Regions from separate parts of the Mus musculus genome. Here region 2 is linked to region 1. The links are chromatin contacts, called in public promoter capture Hi-C maps. All regions are on one chromosome and are shown on one strand. The core of a region is the stretch at or near the end of the contact, and the rest is flanking DNA. Distances in the headings are between cores, read along the strand shown.

Region 1 (6,415 bases), core at 2,669-5,168:
GCCTATACCCTGATCTTATGTAGGCATTTTCTCAATTAGGGTTCCCTCTTTTCTAGTTTGTGTGTCCAGTTCACATAAGATTAGCCAGCTCAACTAGTAAAGTTCTCCCAAAATTTTGTACAACCTCCCCCCCCCAAGTAACCTAGCAGTTGAAATGGAGACAAAGGTGAGTACAGTCTTTAGTGAAGGCCAGTCACAGAATGAGACTTTCTACAGAGTTATATCAAGCACCTGGTTTCCTGTCATCAGTTTTTGATAATTCCTTCAACTGATGGGTAATGTTGTTAATAGCTGACAAAACCAGAAACATGTCCATAAGAGAAAGATACTGTATCAGTTACTTTTTTCTCATGGCTGTGCAAAACACTTGACAAGTACAGCTGAAGGAAGAATGGCCTTGTTTCAGCTGGTGACTGAGAGTACAGTGTGCCGTGAAAGAGAAAGTATAGTGGGATCATGAAGCAGCTGATCACATTGGATCCACAGTCAGTAAATAGAGAGATTATTAAAAGCAGAGTGAGCTATAAAAACTCAGGGCCCCCCAACTGAGGAACTAGAGAAAGTACCCAAGAAGCTGAAGGGGTCTGTAATCCTATAGGAAGAACAATAATATGAACTAACCAGTACCCCCAGAGTTCGTGTCTCTAGCTGCATATGTGGCAGAAGATGGCCTAGTTGGCCATCATTGGGAGGAGAGGCCCTTGGTCTTGCAAAGATTATATGCCCCAGTACAGGGGAACGCCAGGGCCAGGAAGCAGGAGAGGGTGGGTTGGGGAGCAGGGCGGGGGTGGGGGAGAGGGTATAGGGGACTTTCGGGATAGCATTTGAAATGTAAATGAAGAAAATATCTAATAAAAATTTTGTTTAAAATTTAAAAAAAAAAACCTCAGGGCCCAACCCTGTGGCCCACTTCCTCCAGCAAGCTTCCACCTCCTCCCAAAAATGCTACCACCCGGTGGGGTCCAAGTTTGTAAACACATGAGCCTATGATGAACATTCCACGTTCAAATCACAGCAGATATATCCTGTATTTACGTTTCTCTAAAGCAGTGGTTCTCAGCCTAGGATTGTGACCCCTTTAGAGTCCAACAAGCCTTTTATAGGGATCACCTAAGATCATCAGAAATATCAGATATTTACATTGCAATTCATAACAGTGGAAAAATTACAGTTACGAAGTAGCAACAACCATGCAAAAATAATTTGATAACTGGGGGTCACCACAGCATGAGGAACTACATTAAAGGGTGACTGCATCAGGAAGGTTGAGAGCCACTGCTGAAGTCTGACCGAAGGACCTAATTTGACAAAGTGCACAGCACAACTGAAATCAAAGAAAATCATTCCTGTTCTCTTCTAGCAGCAGGTCTTGGGAATATATCCTCCATAATAATTAATCACAGTGGGAATTCTTTCTCCAAAAGAATCTAACTCATTTCAGGGTGTGCATTTCATGTTGGAATCTATAATTTGGTGACTGAAAAACCTCTAAGTAATTGGAATAGAGCTAAGGCCAGTAATTGACATAAGTGAGCTATCTGAAAGAGAATTCATGGTTGTTTCCGTCCATAGTGTGGGAGCTGTAACAAAATCCATGACTTAGGAGCAGGTACACCCCCATGTCTCAGGAACTGCTTAGGAGTCTTTGTGTGATTAGTGTATGTTCACTATGAATTTCCATCTAACCCTAACTGAGTCAAATTACCCATTTAGCTTCTCAGTAGGATTTGAACTGGCATAAACAGAAATCTTCCTTAGTTTGAACAAAGGGCCTTCTTTTGCACTGTGTCCATGGTCACAATTAGCATTTGTTAGTTACCACATCTGCTCAACAAATCCTGTTAAGTATTTCTGTGGATTCTCTCTTTGAATCTTTTCAACAAAGCTAGAAGACTTCTATGAATACTAGCACCACAGAATGAGGGAGGTGATGTTTGGAGAGTTTTAACTTGGCCAAAGACTAGCTGATGGCCAGAGTGAGATAAAATAATCAGGCCTGAGCAGTCCTGGCCCTGGATTTGAACCTTTGTGAAGCCATATTTGTAAGACATTCAGTCAATGGTGACTTATTGTAGCAACACAAAATGGGGCAGGATTATATTGATAACAAGAAGTTTTAAATCTTTTTTTCCCCCTTGTGCTATGAGGAAAAAGAAAACTAGAATTTTTTTCACTTCAATTGTCCTAAACTAAACATTTAGACATTTAAAGTCTGATTTTCAAATGACGCCCCACACTATACCCACAAAAGTCACTCCGACATTCCTTCCTGACCAGGAGACTCACTAACAATGCTCAGTGTCAAATACACAAGGACTTGTAAGAGCAACCTCACCCCAGTCTTTGCATCTCTCGGCCTCATCCTGTTTCCCATCCCCTTCATACTTATGCCTCTTGTCTTTCTCTCCAGTGAATAACTTCGTCAGAGACAAAAATGGTCAAATGCAACTCTTTTCCACATATCTTAGTGGCAGCAGAAGAAAGCCAACATCCTTTGGTCGATTTGAATGAACACAACCCTTCAGTAGTTGAATGCTCATCAAACAATAGTTTTGATAACAAATGATCCCACTTGCAGCCTGTCATTAATCCATCATCAGGATTGAATTTTCCACGTGTAGGCAGAGCCTCTACATAGTGTCTTATGAGGCTGCCCTTTGATTTTCTAATCTAAGAGCAGAATCGCAGTACATTCTGAAGGCATCCTCATAGAAGCAAACAGCTCTATTAAAACCTGAAACACTGACACAGTTATTCTGAGCCAATTGGGCCATTATGTACACAAAACAAGATGAATGGTTCTAAATATGAGGCCGTACTTCCAACGAGCATGAAAAAGACACCTGATTTACTGCGGATGCAAGAGGCATTGTCATTCTGTGATATAGAGTCACTTGTCTTCACCGCAGACGATGAGGGAGTGATTCAATCGTGTTGGCTGGGCTTTTTTACTTTTACCATAATAATTATTATTGACAGATTCATTTGGGATAAGAAATGGTCTTTCAGAAAACACTAGGGATTGTAATAGAGCCCAAGGTGTGGACGCAGATGTGCATTATAAAGCAATATACGGCATAATGAGAAAAAGCATTCTTCCCTACTCTATTAATTGTGGACACTGCCTAGTAATCAAGAACTGCTGACCTCTCCAACCTCCAGCTAGAAGGTATTCCTGCGCTGGGATGCACCATGGCCTACGTACGAGCTTGAACGGATGTACTGCTGAGAACTTGCATGCTGATAATTCACTTGAACACAACCTGTCCACCGCCGCATTGTCTGAATATAATTTATCAAGAATATATAAACACTTCACACAGGTGAAGGTTCACCCAACGACATGATGCAATTGATAAACAGCTATGACAGCATTTTAATCAGCAGCTGTGAAGATGACTTTGAAAATATGGAAAATGCTTGCATCGTGGGATTACATGATCGCAGAATGCAAAACTGTCAGAACTTTAAAGATATATAATAACACAGAAGGGGGTAAGAGCAAGAAGGCATAAGCAAGCTGTTGTACTGACAGGGAGAATGACAGGCCATTTATTTTTTAATGTCCTCTAATGTTCCCGTGGTATTCTTATAATAAGAATTACTTTTTAATCAATCCCACCACGTCATGTGAAAAATCTACCCCTCACTGTAAAATCCATAGACTAAAATAAACCCTGCATGTGATAAATGCTGAAGCATGGTTTTTTCCAAGTTCAAAAATAGTGTTGGAATCTGCTAAGGAGTAGGCTCACATTATTCAATGTCAGATGCATTTACACTCGTATGTATTAGTAATTCGTTTGGTTGACTCTGCCTTTGCTGTTGCCATGGCAACCGTTTCCACTGCTATTAGTACCTCTGGGGCCCAGGATTGTTCACTTATTTTTAGGCCGTTTCTCTTCTAACAAAGCAATTAATGCTGCGCCTTGTCTGTGTCGGGAGCTCTAGTGAACTGTGCTGCCTTGGCGGTGGCTGAGTGTGCACTTTCCTTCCGGCTGCCTTGGACGGTGCTCTTGCTTACACCCTGGCAGCTCACCTCTGTAAATGAATTTTTACTGCTTCTAACTATAACATATTTAGATTTTTTTAAGTTTTGGTTACCATCCCACACATACACACACATACACACACACACACACACACACACACACACACATACTATTTTTCTCTCCACATCATCAATGAAAACACACTTTCATTAGTGGTTACTTGGGTCTGCTGCCACAGAAAAGAGTCAAAATGCCTTAGGGGAAGATTCTCGAGGCCTTTAGGGGCCTTCTGTGCAGGTGTGACAGGATTATACAATCTGAACCTGCCTATCTCCAGTTCCAAGGTGGTTACAAAAAGCTCAAACATCCCCCTGCCCTTTCTGCTGTTTGGAGTCATCTAATGGTCCTTTATAATTGAATATTGAGGTCAGAGACTGCCTTTTTTATATGTCAAATTAACCTTTAAATAGTAATGCCTTGTGTGGTTAGATTTAATATGAGGTGGAATTATAAATTTTTGTTAATTAATACCAGGTTCTCTGCAAGAGGAGGACACACTTCAGCCCCCAAACTTATAAAGTCATCTCTCCTGGGACCCATAGAAATGGCTCAGTGGATAACAGTTGCTATATAAGCCTGAGGGTTTGAGTTCAAATCCCCAGAATTCACATTAAGAAGCAGTACTTGGCTATGCATGTGTCTGGAAACTCAGCTCTGTAAAAGATGGCTAGAAGGATTGTTGGAGCTTGCCCAGCTCCAGGGTCAATGATAGCTAGTGTTTCATGATAAAAAGGTAGATAATAATAGAGTAGGGCACTGGACTTCCTCCTCTGGCATCCGTGGGTGTGCCTGGGCACACACACCCACAAACATTCATGGGTATATACTATGCACATATGCACCATACATATGTAGACACACACACACACAAGAAACAAGCAAAAATACCAACAAAATTCCTCTCCCATAGTAGTGACACTGATTTGTTCATGATTGAGGAACTCTTATTCATTTGTTTGGTTGGTTGATCAGGGTCTCACCATGTAACTCTGGCCGGCCTATAACTCACTACATAGAACAAGTATCTGCCTGCCTCTGCTTCTGCCTCCAGAGTGTGGGGTAAGCACTACCAGGCCCAGTTCCCTTAGCTTTATCACCTGTTTAAAATCTCTCCTTTAAGCAAAACCTTTCTGCCTTTCCAAATATCCAGACACTTTAGATTCTGCTATCAAGTTTTTAAAAATCTAGTAGGGCATGATGGCATATGCCTACAATCACAACACTTTTTAATCTGAGACAGGAAGTACATGCCTTCAAGACCAGTCTGAACCACAGAGCAACATGCTGTCGCAGAAAAAAATAAATCAAACTTAATACTCACCGACTTTCTAAGAAGAAGCTACAGTGAGAAAATGTCATAACTATGGACTGCCACTTTAATTAACACTTACTAGACCCTGGTCGTGCATACATGAGTGCATGTGTGTGTGTGTGTGTGTGTGTGTGTGTGTGTGTGTGTTGGAACATGATGGAGAATGTCAATAGCAACTAGAATTGTCTGGCATTGTGGAACTATTTTTATAATAGTTTTAAGAGTTTCAAATTAGTCAGGCGTAGTGGCGCACGCCTTTAATCCCAGCACTCAGGAGGCAGAGGCAGGTGGATTTCTGAGTTCGAGGCCAGCCTGGTCTACAAAGTGAGTTCCAGGACAGCCAGAGCTATACAGAGAAACCCTGTCTCAAAAAAACAAAAAAAAAAAAAAGAGTTTCAAATTGAAGTTTATTATTGAAAGCACAATTTTCTAGCCTAGTAGACAGCCTAAGGACAGCATGTGAGGGTGGGAGGGAGAATTTCAAAGGACATTTGTTCCACCATTTAAGGCACACTTGGAAAATGCACAAAAGATGGCATTTTAAAATGTCTCTCTCTCTCTCTCTTTTAATAGCTGCCTAGTATTAGCCTTCCCTCTGCCAATGCATACACACGGGAGACAAAACCAGCAGCCCATCAAAACACCAGCTGTCAGGAGAGACCAACTAACGACAACCTCCGCTAACTCAGGCCTAGCAATGTCTTCACATGGGCACGGTGCTCTTAATCCTCCTTCCTCTTGTGGCCAACACTTCACAGCGCCAACCATTCCTCCTCACCCTGCATTCCTTTATGCGGTCCTTTAGTGGATTTAGAACATATATTTTTTGATTATTCAGACTCCCAGCCTCATCAGTGTGGGACATGTATGCCCCCCTTCCCATTTGCATGAAAATTGACTCGACTAACTCATTCTCTGCAAAGGAACTTGCCCTCACTCCCATGTCCCTAGTTCTGTCAATAAACCCTGACAAGACTACAGCATACATTTCATCTCCAAATGCCTTGCCGGATGCCTGATTCATCAGAGGATCACTAGCTCATACTGTTTC
Region 2 (6,415 bases), core at 1,852-4,351, 870 kb before region 1:
GATTTATGCATTACATTTTCTGCAGAAGACCTTTATAAATTCTGGCCAGATGTAAAAAGAACCAAAAAGCAATCTGAAGGAGGCAGCCACTTGATAAATTGTGTATTGCCTGATTTTCTCCACATTGTGATAGAATGACAGACAGAAACCACTTGAAAGAAGGAAAGCAAGGGAGGGACTAGGGACCAGGTATAACTTTCAAAGGCCAGGTCTGACTTACCTCCCTCCTCCAGCTAGGCATCCATTCCAAGGCTTCCAGAGCTTATCCAAATACTGTCACCAGATGGGGACCAAATGGTCAACACATGCGTGTGCAAGGACATTTCAGATTCAAACCGTAACAAAATGTGACATTTTCTACTTGTATTTTTGTTTTTGTTGGTTTCCCATTGTTTTAATCTTCACAGCTACTGAAGCAGAAAAAAGAGGATTCCAAGTACACAGTGGCTTTAGACACACTTCACTGCTAGGAGAACTGGGAAATGAGGGGAAAATGCTAGAAGCCAGAGAGCAGCAGAATGACTGAGATTCACCTTAGTATAAACTGCAGCCACAGCCCCGCTGACTTCTGAACTTCTCAAACTCACTGGCAATGCCCCAGGCAAAGAGGCCAACAAATCAAACAAAATACCCCAGATACACATCAAAAGAGGGTCTATGTTTGAAAGATAAAACTGCCCTGGGTGAGATTCATACTTTTTGCTTTGCTGTGTGTGTGCAATTGGATAAAGTCCACGAAGCTCAGAGCTGAAGCCTTACTCAGCTTTGAAGCATCAGGGCATCAGCTCAGGGGGAGGCGGAAGAGAGGCTAGAAATTTAGATAGGGAGGTGTAATACAAGAAAACAGAAATAAACTAAATCCCCCCAAACTGGATTTAGAATCTTCTCAAATCTTCAGGTGATTGCAAATCTACTGGAATACAGACAAGACACCGTGGGGGAGTGGGGAGCCTATGCAAGTATAACAGAAGCTGGATGGATGGGGAGGGGTAAAAGGAGAGGAGGAAAAATGATCCGAGATATCAGCTATTGCAGGAAACACACAGTGTGAAATTGAACACTGAATCCAGGCAAGTAAATTGTGTGCTAGAGCAACACCCAATAGTCCTTGGAGAAAGTTGTAGACTTCAGAGTTAATGCAATACCAGCAATGGCCTGTTTTGTTTTGTCATTCATTAGATACGTCTAGAGAAAAGAGAAGAAAGCCGGAATAGCTGGTTTATTATCAGATGCGTTATAAACATACTGCCAAAGGTAGAGGCACTTTGTATTGGTAGAGGGGAGAGCCGTCATCCGTGTACATACGCCTGATTACAGAGCAATAGAACATATGATAAGACGTGTGAACATTTAAAGTGAGAAGAAAGTGGATGATGCACAGCTTCATTAATCTTCACAGACAGTTTTCCACAGCTGACAAAGCTAGAAAGTCAAAACCAGGAAAGACAGTGTCAACAGTACTATGCCTGACAGGACGCTTTAAAATAATGAAACCACTGTAAAACCAAACAGTTGCCCAGCATGTATCGCTCCAAGGCCACATGGAACACTCCTCAAAGACAGGCTTTATTCTGGACCGTTAAAGAAAAGCTCTCCACAGACTTAGTGAACAAAATCTTACGGGTGAGTTTTCTAATCTCAAAAGAACTGGGAATAAAACACTGAAAGAAGCACTACCAACAAAGTTAAAAACACACGCTGTCTTAGTCAGGGTTTCTATTCCTGCACAAAACATCATGACCAAGAAGCAAGTTGGGGAGGAAAGGGTTTATTCAGCTTACACTTCCACATTGCTGTTCATCACTGAAGGAAGTCGGGACTGGAACTCAAGCAGGTCAGACAACAGGAGCTAATGCAGAGGCCATGGAGGGATGTTTCTTACTGGCTTGCTTCCCCTGGCTTGCTCAGTTTGCTTTCTTATAGAACCCAAGACTACCAGCCCAGAGATGGCACCACCCACAAGGGGCCTTTCCCCTCTTGATCACTAATTGAGAAAATGCCTTACAACTGTATCTCATGGAGGCACTTCCCCAATTGAAGCTCCTTTCTCTGTGATAACTCTAGCTGTGTCAAGTTGACACGCAGAACCAGCCAGTACACACAGCTAAAACATACAAACCAGACAAGCAAATGACAAGAAATTTTCACCTAAATCAGGCAGATATCATGGCCTTTCTTGTAGTTGGTTGTCTTTTTCTGCGATCACCTCAAGGCTCCTTCAAGTGGACACAAAGAACCCCAGTGACATGAGTTCTGAGAGGCTTCAACAGCAGGAACTTGGCTCAATAGGCTGAGCTCAGGATTGTTCGCCTCTGTAGTAGAAAGCAGCTAGAACATCTGGAAACAAGATGATGATCTCATTTTTTGCATCAAATAATTTACTTATGGAATTTCCTCTTTTTAACCCTGTAAACTCGTATGTACCCTGTTACAGAAAGGGTTTTACTGGATATTTTCTATCGGTGCCTCCTAATCTTGCAACTTGTTTCCATCCTGAGTATTTAAGTGATAATGATCAGACAATACAACATTATGATCACCAAAAAAAAAATTCCTATTATATGTACATCCAAAATACTCATTTAAGTCCTAGCCTACACTGGCAAACTGACATGGAATAGAAGCAATAAAAATGGCCACAAAGATGTATGGTGGTGAGAGCCCTGGTGAGGCCAGGGTACTAAGCTGGCTGTTTTTTACCTTCTCATAGTCAGACATGCAGTTTTTTTCCCCCTTCCTTGAGTCATTTCCTATGCTTTCCCTGTGTTGCACGTCAGGATTACTCTACCCCAGTGCGTATATTTTTCTCCCTCTCCAGTTATGTCTCCCAGGGGCTTTTGCATTTAAACAGAAGGCGTTTAGAAGATTAAAGCCCATTCAGAAACAGAGAAATAGGTTTCTACACAAACGCTTCCGCAAAGGGCGAGATGCTTTATTAAAATACATCTTTCTTCTTGTGCCCACCTGATGGAATAAAACCTAGGCTTGCATTCACATTATAAAAGGGACATCATCCTGTTCTCCTGACTTGGGAGCGACCCTGCTTTTCCCTCGCTGCCCATCAGTTGGCGCCTTTTGCCTCTCCCCCACCCCGCCCCGCAACCCCCACCCCCAAGCCAGCTTTGGGGGCTGCAGTTGCTCCGCAGCTCTCAGGTCACGTGGCCTGGCAGAGCGAGGGGAGCCCTGCACCGGAGCGAATGCTGGAGGAGGCGAGCCTTCCGCTACTCTCCGCCCGGCAGGGTTCTGCCAAGGCGCCACCATCGAGACCAGCCAGCCTGGGCTACAGCAGCGGTGGCCTGGGCTACAGCGGCGGTGGCCTTGGCAAGCCAGGACGTAGCTGACGCCTCCACGGGGTAGGTTTCCTGCCGGGCTGGTGTCGCGGAGAAGCGCGCCCTCGAGGGGACGCGATGTGGGAGCGACGGCCGATGAGGGGAGTGGTGCTCCCGAGGCCTGCGTCCCCCGCCCTGAGCCCCGCAGGCTGGCTCGGCCGCGGCCCCGCCCTCGGTGCGTCTGTGGCACCAGGCGGGTCGCCTCGCTCTTTGGCTGTCGCCGGCCGGGCCGGGTTGTCACCAGGCCCGAGGATGCAGCCCGGGAGCCCCACACAGCGGCCGGCCTGAGCGCTACCCCCTAATGGCTGCCCGGGAGCGGGGGCCCCTCCGCCCGTCCTCGGCGGGGCGCGTCCTCCAGCGAAGGTGACCGGAGGAAGGCGCCCCTCCCGCTCCCGGGAACGCCCGCGCCTGGAACGCCACTGCGCTGGACTCGCAGTCTCTGCCTGAAGGTGGGCAAACTGAGGCCGGTGGGCAGAGGGGACTCCCCAAGGTCAGCGAGGGCCCTAGATGCCAAGCTAGGGGTTTTCAGTCACTATTATTTTCCCCAGAGTGGATGGATGGGTGTGTCGCAGCTTTCGCTCAGGTTCTTGTGCCAGGCGTCGCCCGTGCCGCACTGCGTTCAGGAGGTTGTCGCGGGACCTGAACCCCCGCAGGTCACAGTGACCTGGCATCTCCTGCTCGACCCTTGCTCTCCCTGCGGGACCACAATGCGGCTTCAGTGATGATCTCACCATGCGGATTATCACCAGAAACTGCAGGTGTGGGTGTGCGCGCAAGTGCACGCCGGTTTCCCTGAGAGAAATAAACCATGTATGGGAAATAGTTTTATTGGAGGATTTCTAGGGGGTCTTTATGCGCCACATAGTTTATGAGACCAGAAGAGCAAACAAGGTTCGTCTAATGCTTAATATGATGAGAACCAGAAAAAAAGAAATGGAAATGATAAGCATGGAGCAAAAAGAAAAAAAAAAAAAAAAAAGAAAAAAAAAAAAGAAAAATATAAACAAAACTACATCTTTTAGATTGTTGAGATTCTCTGTTTAGCTTTAAATTTTTCTATATTTGAAGTTAATATTAACAATGTAGTTATTATTAATAATGTAATTATATTAATAATGGTATGTAGTTTTAATTTGCTTGCCTTTATCCATAGGAACCCATACCTAATTACCTGTGTTTGACTTGCTCATTTATATGGATCCATATTTTAATTGGAGTAGTTTTTCTAATTATAATTCAAAACATTCTTTAAAATGCTTTCGTTAATTTTTTAATGTGTTGATAGTAATCTGACTATCAATTTGTCAAAACTTTGAACTATTTGAACAATTAAATGGTACATTTTGTTGTACTAAATGTGCCTCAATAAAGTTGTTTTTAGACAAGATTGGGGGCATTGAGGGTGGTGTGGCTGTAGACCAAAGTTGTTTTTAAAAGCTAGGAGAATTATACTGGGTCATGAGAAAAAAAATAGGCTTAATAAGATAATAAAACATGCTATAAAGTCTCAGTAATTAAAATAACAAGAGCCATGGCACACACTGGCATAGTGGCCCAGGCTCGCAATCCTAGTGCTAGGGAGGTTGAGGTAAGAGAATCTCTAGTTTCATGTCAGTCTGAGCTTCATAACAAGACCTTGTCTCAATATAATAAATAAGAATTAATACAACAACAATAATGAAAAGGGACAAACTCACAAATATAAGATATCTAATACACCATAAATGTAGCAATTTAAATTAGGGATTAAAGGGGATTTAGGCTTACTTGCTGCCCTGCTCACCGTCCATGTGTCTGGCACAAGACTCATTGTGGAGTGAAATTTTGAGTACAGGTCACTGAGGTCATACATGTTCTTTGCAGACATGTAGAAAGCCAGCAGGAAACCTTCTCTCATGCCTCTCAGCTCACTTTCATTAAATTATATTCCCTATATGTAATAAAAAATGGTCATACTATGTACATTTTCTATAATTTGAATCAACATAGCTGCCCTTCTCGTCCCATTTATCACTCAGCCCTTCCTATTACGAACAAAATTTAAGGAAGACATTCTTACTGGTTCTAAGAAGCATAAATCATCATTGCTGCCAGGTGTATTACTTGCTATCCCACATCAAAAGGTGTGCCTTGGAATTACCTTGTAAGATTTACCAATTCCTGTGCAAATGCTTGTTTGTTGAAGCCATATTGCTTCCTCTTGGAGTAAACTGATTTGAGATTGTGTTAATTCTCAAAACTTGTTTTGGAAAAAGGACCACCTCTCTATTAACTGAGACTTTCCGGTAGGAAAGTGTTCTTTTAATGCATTTATTAGTGACTTTTAAAATATCCTTTAGTATAATTTTATGTGTATAGTCTGCCCATGTCTCCAAATTATTTGTATATTTCATTTTTATTCTAAATATATTTCTTTTCCACTTTACCTGAGTTTATTTTTTAATTCTGTCAATGAAGTTTGATGGATGGGATGAAATAATTTATTTTATGTGTTTTATAAATACATAGTATGTATGTCTCTTCAGAGGTAACCAGTGGTTCCATGCACACACACACACACCATATTGTTTTATGTTGTTACCTACCGTGTCGTAAAAGTGGTTCTTACTGTTGCTGATGGGTTTTCATTTCACTTTCTTGGGCTCAGACGCTCTCGTACATGTTGGGTAAGAGCAGGGATCCTGGATTGACCTTTTTACTACTACATTCCAAAATCTTTGTTAACCACTTCAAGTTTATTCTGCCTTAGCTTGCCCACCTACAAAGTGAATTTAATAACTATTATAGGCTTTTTATGCAGATCCACTCAATGCTTAAAAGAGTCCCTGTCACATAAATGCTGGGCAAAGTTAGAAATAAGTTGTTCTCTGCCCAGTATGTGACTGGGCTGTATGCTGCTCCCAGTTTTATAGCAGAGAAATAAAGAGGGCCATGGTGGCCAAAATACAGTCATTAAATCTCTTCTTGGTATAGAGTACTTACTGTGCCAGGCCTGTGAGGCAAATCAAAGACAAATGACACTGAACCCAGTAAAAAGGGACTTAAGCTGGGCATGGTGGCGCACGCCTTTAATCCCAGCACTCAGG

What was found. Promoter capture Hi-C pulls out the DNA fragments that hold promoters and counts their contacts.
Region 2: a contact with region 1 is called in a promoter capture Hi-C map of neural stem cells. The contact joins the promoter of Pgap4 here to the enhancer-like site in region 1. A contact is called at or near these places in 6 of 39 promoter capture datasets (the 3T3-L1 cell line, the C10 cell line, hippocampal neurons and 3 more).

The regions. Positions count from the first base shown.
Region 1 is chr4:48,723,329-48,729,743 of GRCm38.p6, reverse strand. No RefSeq gene overlaps it. Among named protein-coding and RNA genes, the nearest start is that of Gm52718, 49 kb to the left of the region's middle. Within about 2 kb of position 3,918, at least 41 of the 459 cell types and tissues checked have an H3K27ac peak or open chromatin away from gene starts, as enhancers often do. A contact at or near this core is called in hippocampal neurons and neural stem cells, where this site is marked.
Region 2 is chr4:49,594,562-49,600,976 of GRCm38.p6, reverse strand. It overlaps Pgap4 (post-GPI attachment to proteins GalNAc transferase 4), which reads left to right and starts at 3,101. Exons shown (of 2, transcript NM_025944.4): 1 at 3,101-3,353. Gm33106 (a long non-coding RNA gene) reads right to left here and starts at 5,138. Exons shown (of 3, transcript XR_390562.3): 1 at 5,097-5,138; 2 at 2,149-4,121; 3 at 1,205-1,422.